Linked DNA regions of Ovis aries: region 2 is linked to region 1. A link is a contact called in public Hi-C data. All regions are on one chromosome and are shown on one strand. Each heading gives the region's core, a stretch centred on a gene start, on an enhancer-like site or on the middle of the called end of the contact. The rest is flanking DNA. Distances are from core to core; before and after follow the strand shown. Region 1 overlaps LRP4 (LDL receptor related protein 4). Region 2 overlaps CSTPP1 (centriolar satellite-associated tubulin polyglutamylase complex regulator 1).

Region 1 (5,783 bases), core at 2,192-4,691:
TCACCCTCTTACCTTCCATGCCCAGCACAGAGCTCGCTGTGCCGCAAATCCTCAAGAAATACTTTGTGATAAAAGCAATGAGTATGGAGGGACCTGAATTTCAAGAAGAAATTCAAGGAACTGATTAGCTCCGTTGCTCGGAAGACTAAGGCTTCTTCAACCCAAGTAACGCATTCTGATAATTTAAGGCCATGCTTCTCAAACTTTACTGTGCCTAAGAACCAGAAGAGCTTGTGAAAATATGGATTCCTAAGCCCCAGAGATTCTGACTGAGCAGGTCTGGGGCGGGGCCCAGGAATCTGCGTTTCTAACAAGTTCCCAGGTGATACTGACGCTGCTGGTCCAGGGACCACACTTTGAGTAGCTCTCATTTAAGGTACTCTCCCTGCCTCCCACACTTACCTGCCTAATAGAAAATGCCTCTTTCACCAAGATAGTGATGGAAGGAAAACCACAGGGTGTAGGCTTCTCATCTGAAATGCCTCAAAGCATTCTCAAGCATCAGCTGCACAGCAGAAGCGGCTGCCACTTGAGTGGGAAATGCCAAACCCTCAGATGCGAGCTTCTAGTTTCAGTTCTGCAGCAGCCCAACCACTCCTGACCGACCAAGGCCTTCAGGCCAAGACAGAAACAGGCTAGGAGGGGCACTAGGTCCTTCCGAGCTGGGTTCTAAATAAGAAATCCCAGCGTGTCAGGCCACACGCGCACTCTACATACCTGCATCTGTCCAGTACAGCTTGTTGGTGACCCAGTCAATGGCCAGGCCTGCCGGGCTCTCCAAACTAGTATCCACTACCACCTAGGTGGGAAGCAAGACTGTATCACCAACCGGACTTGCACCCCAGCTCTGGGGCCCAAACGCCAGCAACTCGCAGGCTGGCAAAGGTCTGGGAGGCCCTTCCCTGGGAAAGGGTGAATCCCACCCCTCCCGCCCGGCCCTCCCCGAGGGCCTGTGCCCCATGTCCGGCCCTACCTCCTGCCCCGTTCCATCCCACTTGGCCCTGCTGATGGTGTCAGTGCTGACGTCTGTCCAGTACACATGGTCATCCCGGGAGTCCCAGTCAAGGGCCACAGCGCTGCGCACGTCAGCCAGTGGGATGACATCGTCGGACAGGTCCTCTGTGTCGAAGCTGATCCGACGGATGTCCATCCTTCGGGCAAAAAGCAGGAACTTGTCAAGACCTGATCAAAGGCCGAAAGGGGTCTTCTTTTAATGCTCTAAATCCAGTAACAGTGGCAGACACAGACGCTCGCCTGCGGGACATCTGGTTCAACCACACTTCCTGGGGTCTGGTGCCCTTTGTCCCCTACGCTTCACACCTCAGACCCCCTCTGAGCACTGGGCAGCCCATGCTGGCACCATCAGACTTGAGGAGCCGGTGGAAATAGACGCCACCAGGGCCCAGAAGGGTATCCTGTTTAAGTGTCTGTCAGCCGCTTCTCAACTCTCCTCTGCTCTCTTTGCTCAGGCTCACCTAGTGCACTGGGCTAGATCTCTGTCAAGCCCCCACCCCACCGCTCTGCCTTCTGCATCTGCTTCAGGACTTCTGCTCCACTGCATGGTCTAAGACCCCTTCCTCTACGCTCTTCGTGACTCGGCCAGTAATGACTATTTGCTGAGTACCTGCTCCTTGCCTGGCGCTGAGCTTCCTGTTTCCTTTGCCTTGTCTCCTTTACCCCCCTAACAGTCCTTTGTGGTTCACACTATTCTTATTCTCATTTCCTGGATCAACGATCCAGAGGCTAACAGGGGCCCAGGAACTGGCTCAGGATCCCACAGCTACCAAGCCCCAGAGCAGGGGACTTGAACTCAGGTCTGACTTCAAAGGTGAAGTTCTGGCCACACTCCTATTCAGCATTTTCCCAGCTGGCTCTTCTCCATCCTCTGCCCCTATTCTGGTCTGTCTGAATATTTTCTAGTCTGCTATTCTGCTTAGAAAGGCACTTCCTGCGTCACTTTATCAACTGAACTTCTTTCAGGGGGAAGTTCCTTGCATCTCATCAAGACCACATGGGAAGAGCTGGGCACAGGAGAATGCAAGGAAACAAGGTTCTCAATTCAAAGTGCGTTGAATGACTCCTGCCTCTGTTCCCTGGAATAGTTTCCCTGATTTCACTCTCTGGAAAGGACCTAGGTCCTGAGAGAAATTTTATTTTCACCAGAGACAAGGGAGGCGGCAGGCACGCAGCAGTAACAGAAGAGCCGTGATGTGCGAAGCATCTCCCCAGCCCCTGGCTGGGTGTACCACCCAGCTGGATCACTCCTCTCTGGACTATTCTTAGGAAAAAAAAATCACCTGCGCCTCTGAGCTAGACAAGGCCCACCTCTCAAGGCAATACACCTTCAGGAGCTCAAAGGAAGCCTAACAAAGCAGCAGTTCAGGGAGCTCCCAAGGAACCCATCACCTTTCACTCACTAGACACTTACTTATCCTGGGCTCTGTATACAGAGCATCATCAGATGTCTTTACCTTACTTTCTGGTTTAGGGGCTAAGACAGTCTTTAGGGTGATGCTAGAGGTAAAAGGGAAGTCACTCAGTCGTGTCCAACTCTTGGCGACCCCGTGGACTACATAGCCTACCAGGTTCCTCTGTCTATGGAATTTTCCAGGCAAGAATACTGGAGTGGTTGCCATGTCCTTCTCCAGGGGATCTTCCCGACCCAGCGGTCGAACCTGGATCTCCCACATTGCAGGCAGACGCTTTACCGTCTGAGCCACCAGGGAAGCCCAAAGGTAAAGAGATACGGAACCATTCCCTTGCTTTATAGAAGGGTCTGGAAACCTTCTGCTGCCTAGAGACAAAGTGTCCTGGGTGAAATGACCCACGAACCTGTCTGCAGGGGTTCATGCTTGACTCTGCGGTGTCCCTGAGCCCTCAGGGGCTTTGACAGTGGAGCCCTCAGCTCCTTGCCTTCTTCCTCTCCAGGGGCTGCCTGAGGAGCTGGCTCCTCCCCTAGCCAGGCAATTCCCAAACTCCTCCCCGTTGTTCGCTCCACCCACCCTCACAAGGCAGGTCCACTGAGGCAGGGGCCCTAAACCCACTTACTCTGGGCACAGGCATGGCTGCTGATCTTGCGGAAGCCGGTGGGGCAGGCACAAGTGTAGTTCTGTCCACTGGGCAGACACAGGTGGGTGCAGCCTCCGTTGTTGTCCCCACAGCGGTTTTTCCCTGCTCAAAAAGCCCAGAGCGAGAGGGTCAGGTGAGGCCAAAGGTTGGCAGAAGGAGTCCCAGGGCTAGTGAGTGGGGGTTTAGCAAAGGCATGATCTTCCTGAAGGAAGAAACTGTGTCTTCTTATTTTGTATATCTGCCCCCACCTATGAGCAGAGTGAATACCTGATACACAGGAAATGTTTGCATGAATTAGATGGGGGATAGCAAAGCAGTATGAGTCTTTCCTAAGTCTCCATGTTGTACCCTACAGGTCCAGCAGAGGGCGGAATGAGTCCACACCAGCGCCAACCTTAAATTTCCTTGCTGGAAACCCTGGCAACTGTTGACAGGTACAAGGAAGGTTCTCAGAAGCACTGGAAGCTCACTAGGTGAGCGTTTTTTTACCTGCAGGCTGGCGCTGGGGGTGCAGGGTGTGGATGTCCATGGGGAAGTGGAGTTTGTTGCGAATGATCTCCTGGTTCTTGCCAGTAAATTTGTTGGCACTATTGATGCTCTTGGTGTGCCAGTCTGTCCAGTACAAGCTGTCTTCAAACACCGTGATGGCAAAGGGATGCGGGAGGCCTGGGGAAAGTCCAAGAGGACCTCAGGTTACACATGGCCTGCCCAGCCCCGGAGCCCAGGCCGGGCATCTGTACAAATCTCACCCTCTGCCAAAGGCTTCTGGGGGCTGGGACAGGGTAAGCAGAACAAGGGATGAAGGAGAGTAAAGGAAGGGCCTCACCCTGGCTAATGACAGCCTTGCGGTGACTCCCGTCCAGATTGGCCCTCTCAATGACGTGGTGCTTAGCATCCACCCAGTACATACGGCGCCCGGCATAATCAATGGTGAGGCCGTTGGGCCAGAAGAGATGAGTATCAGCGATGATGCGTCGGCCAGAGCCATCCATGCTGGAGGCCTCGATGCGGGGGGTGTTGCCCCAGTCTGTCCAGTAAATGGTCCTGGGAAGAGAGAAAAGGGCATTGAGAGGCAGGTAGTAGAGGGCAGGTAAGGTGCCCAGCACAGTAATCAGGCAGAGGGCTCTTAGCGATTCCACCCAGGGACTCCAACTGGTAGGCAACACATTCTGTTGGGTTTACAATTTTTCAATGTTTGACTTATTTATTTTATTATTATTAAACATTGTTTTGGCCACATCGCATGGCATGTGGGCCCTCAGTTCCCTGACCAGGGATCCAACTCACGCCCCCTGCATTGGAAGTACGGAATCTTAATCACGGGACCACCAGGGAAGTCCCTTGATGCTTGAATTTAAATGTCTCTAGACAGGGAATGTATTCATTTAACAAAAATATTTTGGAGCATCTGCTATGAGATGAGCATATCTTTTCGCACTGAGAGCATGGCAGTGAACAAAAGAGATGAAAATCCTGACCTTGTGAAACTGCAAAAAATACTAGCGGGCTACTACTTAGGACAAGAATTTTCTTCTTGGTCACAGCCTCTGCCACTGCCTTTTGTAATTTTCACACCTGCACACGCACACACACACCCCACACTATGTTTCTAAAACAGCTCACCTATAACTAACTGTAGGATCTTAGAAGACACCCCTCTCAATTGATTGCACTTAATTTTTAAAAGCCAGAGGCAAATAACTTCCCCCGCAAAAGACCTTTCTTCTACTAATAAAATTACTAATTTTTATTAATTCGCTCAACCCTATAAACTAATAACAAAAATACTAAACGGCTACCACTTATATAATGTGTGTCATGCCATTTAAAATGCATCACCTCACTTCATCTTCACACAGCTGTGAGGTAGGTGTATTTTTATTACCAGTTTAGAAATGAGTAAAATGGGAGCCTAGAGAGATGAACTAGCCCCAAGGCCATACAGTCAGTTACCGAAGAGCTGGAAACCCAGGTGCATCTGGGTGCAGAGCCAAGGCTATTAACACCACACTGTGAGGTCCCCTGGCCCCCCCAGTAAAGTCTGGCACAGGTGACAGAGGAACTGTCCCTAAAGGTCGTAAGAGGAATGTGGCAGCTGGAGCCACAACTCGCTCACCCCTCCATGGGGTGCAAGGCGATGGCCCTGGGCTTCTCTAGGTTCTGCCACAGCAGCACCTTCCGGTGGGCCCCGTCCAGGTTGGCCACCTCAATCCTTGAGGTCCCCGAGTCGGTCCAGTAGAGTTTGTCGTGGACCCAGTCCACAGCCAGGCCCCCTGGTGGAAAGAGGCCATGGAAAGAGTGTCAGCGGTTCAGCCAGGGCCCCTGTGTGCTATAGAAACAAGGGCAACACTTGCACGAAGCTGTTTCTTGGGCCAGGCACTCTTCTCACCATTTTACAAACACATGTTTTGCCTTGAATTGTCACAACAACCGTGTGAGTTAGGTGCTATAACAATCCCCATGAGGATGGAAGCAACTGAGGCAAAGAGAAAAGCAACCATCCAAGGTCACGCGTCTCCTCCTCTCAGCCAACCATACTCCACTTCCGGAATCCTAGCTCCCTGACCCCCACTGGCTCCAGGGTTTGCAATTTGTGCCTCAGGGTTTTACAGGGGAACATCATCAGTCCCATAAGCATCTGAGTCAAATGTGCTTGATTAATACCGAATCCTAACCCACTTCCCCTGCTTGTCGAATGGCCTGAGATGGCAGAG
Region 2 (5,783 bases), core at 1,974-4,473, 230 kb after region 1:
TGAGAGGGCATATGTGTATACATACAGCTGGTCCACTTTGCTGTACAGGAGAAACGAACGCAGCATTGTGAAGCAACTATATTCCAATAAATTTTTTTTTAAGAGGAAAATGGAAAAAAAATTCCAGAAAGTTCTGAAAAAATAAATTTGAATTTGCCATGTGCAGGGAACTAGTTACATAATAGTAAAAAAAAAAAAAAAAAAGTTCACGAGGTGTGGCTGAGTCTAAGGAGACAGGCAGCATTATTTGTGATAGCTACCAGTGAAGCCCTATGCCTGTTGCCAGGCCGTAGAAAGGACAAACTGCCTTAAATCCATTCCATGGAATTCTGTACAGCAGCTAAAATGAATACAGGGAGGTGGGACTTCCCTGGTGGTCCAGGGGTTAAGAATCCGCCTTCCAATGCAAGGGACTCAGGTTGATACCACGGATGTTTTTTCTTAAATAATAAAGTGAATACAGGGAGATACATATGCATCAGCATTGATGTATCTCAAAATGGCGAGTTGCAGAGGGATGCGCAGAGCCTTGAGAACAGGCAGACCGAAGCCGTATCATGCTTTAAGAATGTCAACGTTTGTGTGAGTCAACAGCAGTATGAAAGCAGGCAGAGGGCTGCCAAGCCCAAGCTTCAGTGAATGAGTGAATGCTAAGCCCTCAAGTTCCCGCAGGATCTCGGAGGAGGAAGGTAGAGGGAGGGTGTCCAGGTGTTCTACACAGTACGTGTAATCGCTTACAAAGCTTTTAAACACTGAAGCAAGGGTGGGGAAACGTGAAGACTGGAGAGGAAGTTAGCTAGTGGGTACACAGATGCTTTTTCTGTTATTCAGTGTAATTCTCTGAAGTTTTAAATAGTGCATTTAAAATGCAAAAGGTGTGGATAAAAGAACACTCTGTGTGATTTCAATGCCTTTAAACCACGAAGCTTTTCCACCTTGGTTTATGTCCCTGGATGTGTCCCAGTGTCTTCTAGTTTCCCGATCTGTGGTGGCTTGAATTTATACCCTACTGTTGCGTGAAAATTGTGCCAGCTTTGTGTCGAACTGGTCCACGGTGCTTTTCAGCTCTACTCCATCCTTCGACTTTTCTGTATTCATTCTATTACTTTTGAGAGTTTGATATTGAAACTCCAACTAAAAATCTTAATTTATCTACTTAAAAAGTAGTTGTAATATATAGTGAAGCTATTATGTAACTTTGATATGTACTTTCCAAGCGTCCTGTAAATGTGTTATCATGCTTTTGTAATTCAAAATATAAAAAAGAGAAAAACAAGTGAAAGGAAGAAGGTGGGCAGGATTTAGGAAGGGAGCAGGGAGAGCAAAAGGCCGTCTCGGGCAAGTAAGCAACCTGGAAAGGAGCCAGTGAGGACTTGGGTGGGGGAGCCAGGGGGCCTGGAGTTTGAGGAGCGGGGGAGCTGGGAGAAGAAGGGAGGTTCCTCACAGGCCACGCACTGGATGTGGAGAGTGGAACAGTTGCCCCCAGCCCCAGCTACGAGGCTTCTGGGGAGAGACCAGGATCATGGAGCCGAAATGGCCGAGCGGGGCCTTCATGGCATCTGCAAGGAAGAAGCAGCGTCCAGGCCTCGGTGTCCGGCCCGCCTGGGGGCTGCAGCTCTACAGGAGTGGGAGAAGGGACAGCACCACCCCCGGTGGAAGGCGTCACGGCCACGTCTCACCTGGAGCAGCTGCAGCTGGCCCAGGAGCTGTGACTAGAGTCAGAGAGGCCTGGGTTCAAATTACAGCTCTTTTGCTTCTGGCTTGAAAGCCCTGGTCAAGTTTCTGAGCCCCTGTGTTCTCAGTGAAGATATCCATCGATCTCACATCAGAGGATCAACGGGAAAGAAAGTGCAATGCCGGACGCACAGCGCTAACCAAGCAAGCCCTTACTGGACGCTGTGTAGCTGTAGTCGTTGCTGCTGCCCAGGGTCTCTGGGTCCAGCTTCTCAGGCACTGCAGGGCAGGGGCCGGAAGTGCGGCCCGGAGCCCGGGGAGACCACAACCTGGACGGCCCCACGCTGCTCGGAGGGCCTGGACTGGAAGCAGCTCTTGCCGCGCAGGGGGCGTCTCCAGTGCAGCCCCGGGGGCGGGCAGCCCTAAGGAAGTGTTGCAGAGAACTGTGGTGATACCTGGAGAAGGCAGCCAGGCTGTGGCTTCGCCCTCGCTCATGGCCCTGACATTAAGGCAGACTCCACGGAGGTGTCCCGGGATCCCATACAGGCCTGGAGACACCCCTCACCTTCACCCATGAACAGTGCAGCTTATGTGACCTCCCAGAGGAAGTGCCGGCATGGGAGGCTTCTCGCCAGCCCCAGCGGCCCCCCAGAAGTGGACTTGAAACAGGATAGCTCGCTTCCGCCTGAGAGCCTGTGCCCGGCCAGGCACTGGCTGCACTTCCTCTGAGCTATATTTTTATTCGCTATTTTGAGCTCTTCCATCACCTGAAACCAGCTAGAACACACTTATGGATGGCAGCTAACACTGATTTTGAGTCATTACTCTGTATACCAGTAATATATAACAGTAGATATACCAGTAATATATAACAGTAGAATAGACGCAGCGTATCACCATATTGAATCTTCACCAGAATCCTGTGAATTGGTAACTAGAATTATCTCCTCTACAGATGAGGAAACTAAAGCTCCAAGAGAAAACGTGACTTGCCGAGAAAAGGAAACTTGGGCAGGGAGTTCTAGAGCTGGGTGGGATTGGATCCCTGCAAAACAAAACAAAACAATACATCTTCTGCCACTCAACCCGGGGATGCTGACCTTTAAGGGAGATAGGAAGTTGGCAAGTCGCAGATTCAGGCTGAAAACTGTTGCTTCGTTGGCACCCACCAAATGTCCAGCCAGCCAGCCCATCCCAGCTGTTGGAAGTCAGCATGGGAGGGCAAGAACAGCCAGCCCCCTCGGGACGGGCTCAGACCCTGCCAAGCGCTCTTTTCTTTCTCCATTCCAGCCGCTGCCCTGGACTCCACCCTCCACATGTTTCTGCTCAGAGCCAGCCTCTCCTTCTCCCCTAGAGCCCCCTCTCTCCAGCCCCGAGGCTGGCATGCCAGGGTCCCTCCCTGACCCAGTACAGACTCTCGCTGGCAGCCGCTCCCTGCTGGCTCCGCTTCAAAGCTGGAGCGGGCCCCTCTCCTCCAGGTGTCAGGAGCGGCTGGCACATTAGCAGAAGGCCTCTGGCAGGAAGGGGTGTCGAGCCAGGAAACTCCTCCTCCTGACCCTCAAGCGGGTGGGGCCAGGTTCGAGTTCAGGGTGGAGCCGCTGTCGGTGAGGTGAAGGGCCCACAGCCTGGGGTCATCACAGTCACCACGGGCAGAGACAGAGCCGCAGCCTCCTGCCTGCCTCTCTCCACAGTTGTGAGATCCCGGTGCCAGATGCCCAGGACTCTTACGGGTCACAGCACTAGTCTGGAGATGGATGGTGTGGCATTCCGTGTTTCTAAAAGCACCTTTTTGTGAGGTTTTTCAACAGCAAACTTCTCCCCAGTGAGACCAGAGTTACCAGATGTTAGTTCTCTCCGCCCTTGGGGTGCCCTTCTGTCAGAGCCAGAAGAAGCCCGCTCAGACTTTGGGGAAGTATTCCGCTTGAATATCTCCAGCAGCAGGCAGCTCACTCGCTCTCAAAGCAGCCATCATCCCAGAGCTGGGCGGCTTCCAGTCTTCTGGAGGCAGTCTCCCAGAACCCTGTGGCGTCTCCCTCAGAGGCAGCCCTTCAAGAGCCGTGGCCCAGCGCCACTTACCCTTCATCCTCTCTTCCCACTAAAGGATCTGAAGGTAGTCGTCAGCTGACATCCTGGTTTGCAGATTCCGCCTCGCCGACCCCCTGTTCTGTGACTCTAGCTCGTCCCTCTTAAATAAACCACCCTCTTAAATAGTGCCTGGATGCCACCTTGCCAGGAGAAAAGAGAAGGGTGCCGCACCGCTGTTAGTTATGAGTTCACACTTTCCCTCTCGTTCAACTAACACTGGCTGAGGGCCTACCGTGTGCCCTCCCCGCCACGCTGGAGCGTCGTGGGGGACACTGACTGGGGCCTCCTGTGAGTCCAGAAAGGCGAGCGGGGGCCAAGGGCAGGGCATACAGGCTCATAAGCCAGGATAAGGATGGGAGACGTTGCTCTAAGGACAAGGGGAAGCCCATAAAGTGTTTAAAACTGGCTTGCAAAACAGTCAAATTCGCATTTTTATTTTATTTTTTATTTTATTTTTTTAATTCGCATTTTTAAAAAGGTCTTTCTGGGAGGGAGGAGAGGGTGAGATGAGTGGAGAAAGCAGCATGGAAGCTTGTATCCTGCCATATGTAAAATAGCATGTATCCTGCCATATGTAAAATAGCATGTATCCTGCCATATGTAAAATAGCTTGTATACCACCATATGTAAAACAGATGAAAAGTGAAAGCGAGAGGCACTCAGCTGTGTCCGACTCTCTGTGACCCCATGGACTATACGATCCATGGAGTTTTCCAGGTCGGAATACTGGAGTGGGATCTCCCCAACCCAGGGACCGAACCCAGGTCTTCCACATTACAGGCAGATTCTTTACCAGCTGAGCCACAAGGGAAGCCCAATAGCCAATGGGAATTTGCTATATGATTCAGGAAACTCAAACCGGGGCTCTATGACAACCTAGAGAGGTGGGATGGGGAAGGAGGTAGGAGGAAAGTTCAAGAAGGAGGGAACATAGGTAAACCTAACTGTGGAGTTGGAGGAGACTCTTGAGAGTCCCTTGGACTGCAAGGGGATCCGGCCAGTCCATCCTAAAGGACATCAGTCCCGAATATTCATTGGAAGGACTGATGCTGAAGCTGAAACTCCAATACTTTGACCACCTGATGTGAAGAACTGACTCATTGGAAAAGACCTTGATGCTGGGAAAGATTGAAGACGAGAGGAGAAGGGGATGACAGAGGGTGAGATGGTTGGATTGCCATCACCAGTGCGCTGTACATGAGTTTGGGTAGGCTCCAGGAGTTGGGGATGGACAGGGAAGCCTGGCATGCTGCACTCCATGGGGTTGCAAAGTGTCAGACACGACTGAGCAGCTGAACTGAACTGAACTGATGGCTGATTCATGTTGATGTTTGGCAGAAACCAACACAATATTGTAAAGCCATTATCCTTCATTCAAAAATAAATTTAATTTAAAAAAAAAGTTTTTCTGACCACAGTATGGATACCCAATTAGAAGGAGGCAAAAGTGTTACCAGAAGCCAGGTAGCAGGTCGTCCAGTTGTCCTGGAAGAGGAGGTGGACGTGGGCATCAGTGGGGGCCGTGGAAGTGGAAACGAGTAGACAGATTCCAGAGAAACCTCTGGAACAGGACTGATTGGACCGGGTGATTGGTTGATACGTGGTGGGCAAGAGAGGGCGTTTCCCAGATGTCAGGAGGACTCCCAGGCTTCCGGCTGAGCAGAGGAGCAGGGCTGACAATGACAGCTGAGACCCAACTGGCTTCTCTGTCAGCCAGGCCCACTGCCTGCAGTCAGGAAAACACTTCAGTCCCACGCGCATGTGCTGCGAGGGTCCGGCTACCTGTCCCTCAGAGAGAAAGCCCCTGCACCGCCTGCCTCCCCCAACTAGCCCCATCCACGTGTCAGCCCCCCGAGGAGCAGGGGTCAAAGCAGAGCACACGCCGGGCTTGCCCTGCTTCACCCTGACACCTCCGAGGGCTGTGCCCTCTCTCTTCTCCAGCCGCCCATCTCAAAAGAGGGAGCTGGTGTTGACAGTCAAGCCTGGCTGCTGATGGAGAGCGGCGGCCAGTTCTGGGGCTGGAA

The links. Hi-C and Micro-C count contacts between places; a contact is called where the count stands out from the background.
Region 2: a contact with region 1 is called in a Hi-C map of muscle, with 6 times the contacts expected there. The contact joins two enhancer-like sites. A contact is called at or near these places in 12 of 16 Hi-C or Micro-C datasets (blood, hypothalamus, liver and 6 more).

Annotation. Positions count from the first base shown.
Region 1 is chr15:75,737,995-75,743,777 of ARS-UI_Ramb_v3.0, forward strand. LRP4 (LDL receptor related protein 4) reads right to left here. Exons shown (of 38, transcript XM_060400078.1): 13 at 5,186-5,342; 14 at 3,896-4,113; 15 at 3,559-3,735; 16 at 3,049-3,171; 17 at 974-1,182; 18 at 718-799. Among named protein-coding and RNA genes, the nearest start is that of LRP4, 26 kb to the right of the region's middle. Within about 2 kb of position 3,442, at least 11 of the 54 cell types and tissues checked have an H3K27ac peak or open chromatin away from gene starts, as enhancers often do. A contact at or near this core is called in muscle, where this site is marked.
Region 2 is chr15:75,973,083-75,978,865 of ARS-UI_Ramb_v3.0, forward strand. The region is part of intron 5 of CSTPP1 (centriolar satellite-associated tubulin polyglutamylase complex regulator 1); the gene reads left to right. Among named protein-coding and RNA genes, the nearest start is that of ARFGAP2, 26 kb to the right of the region's middle. Within about 2 kb of position 3,224, at least 7 of the 54 cell types and tissues checked have an H3K27ac peak or open chromatin away from gene starts, as enhancers often do. A contact at or near this core is called in muscle, where this site is marked.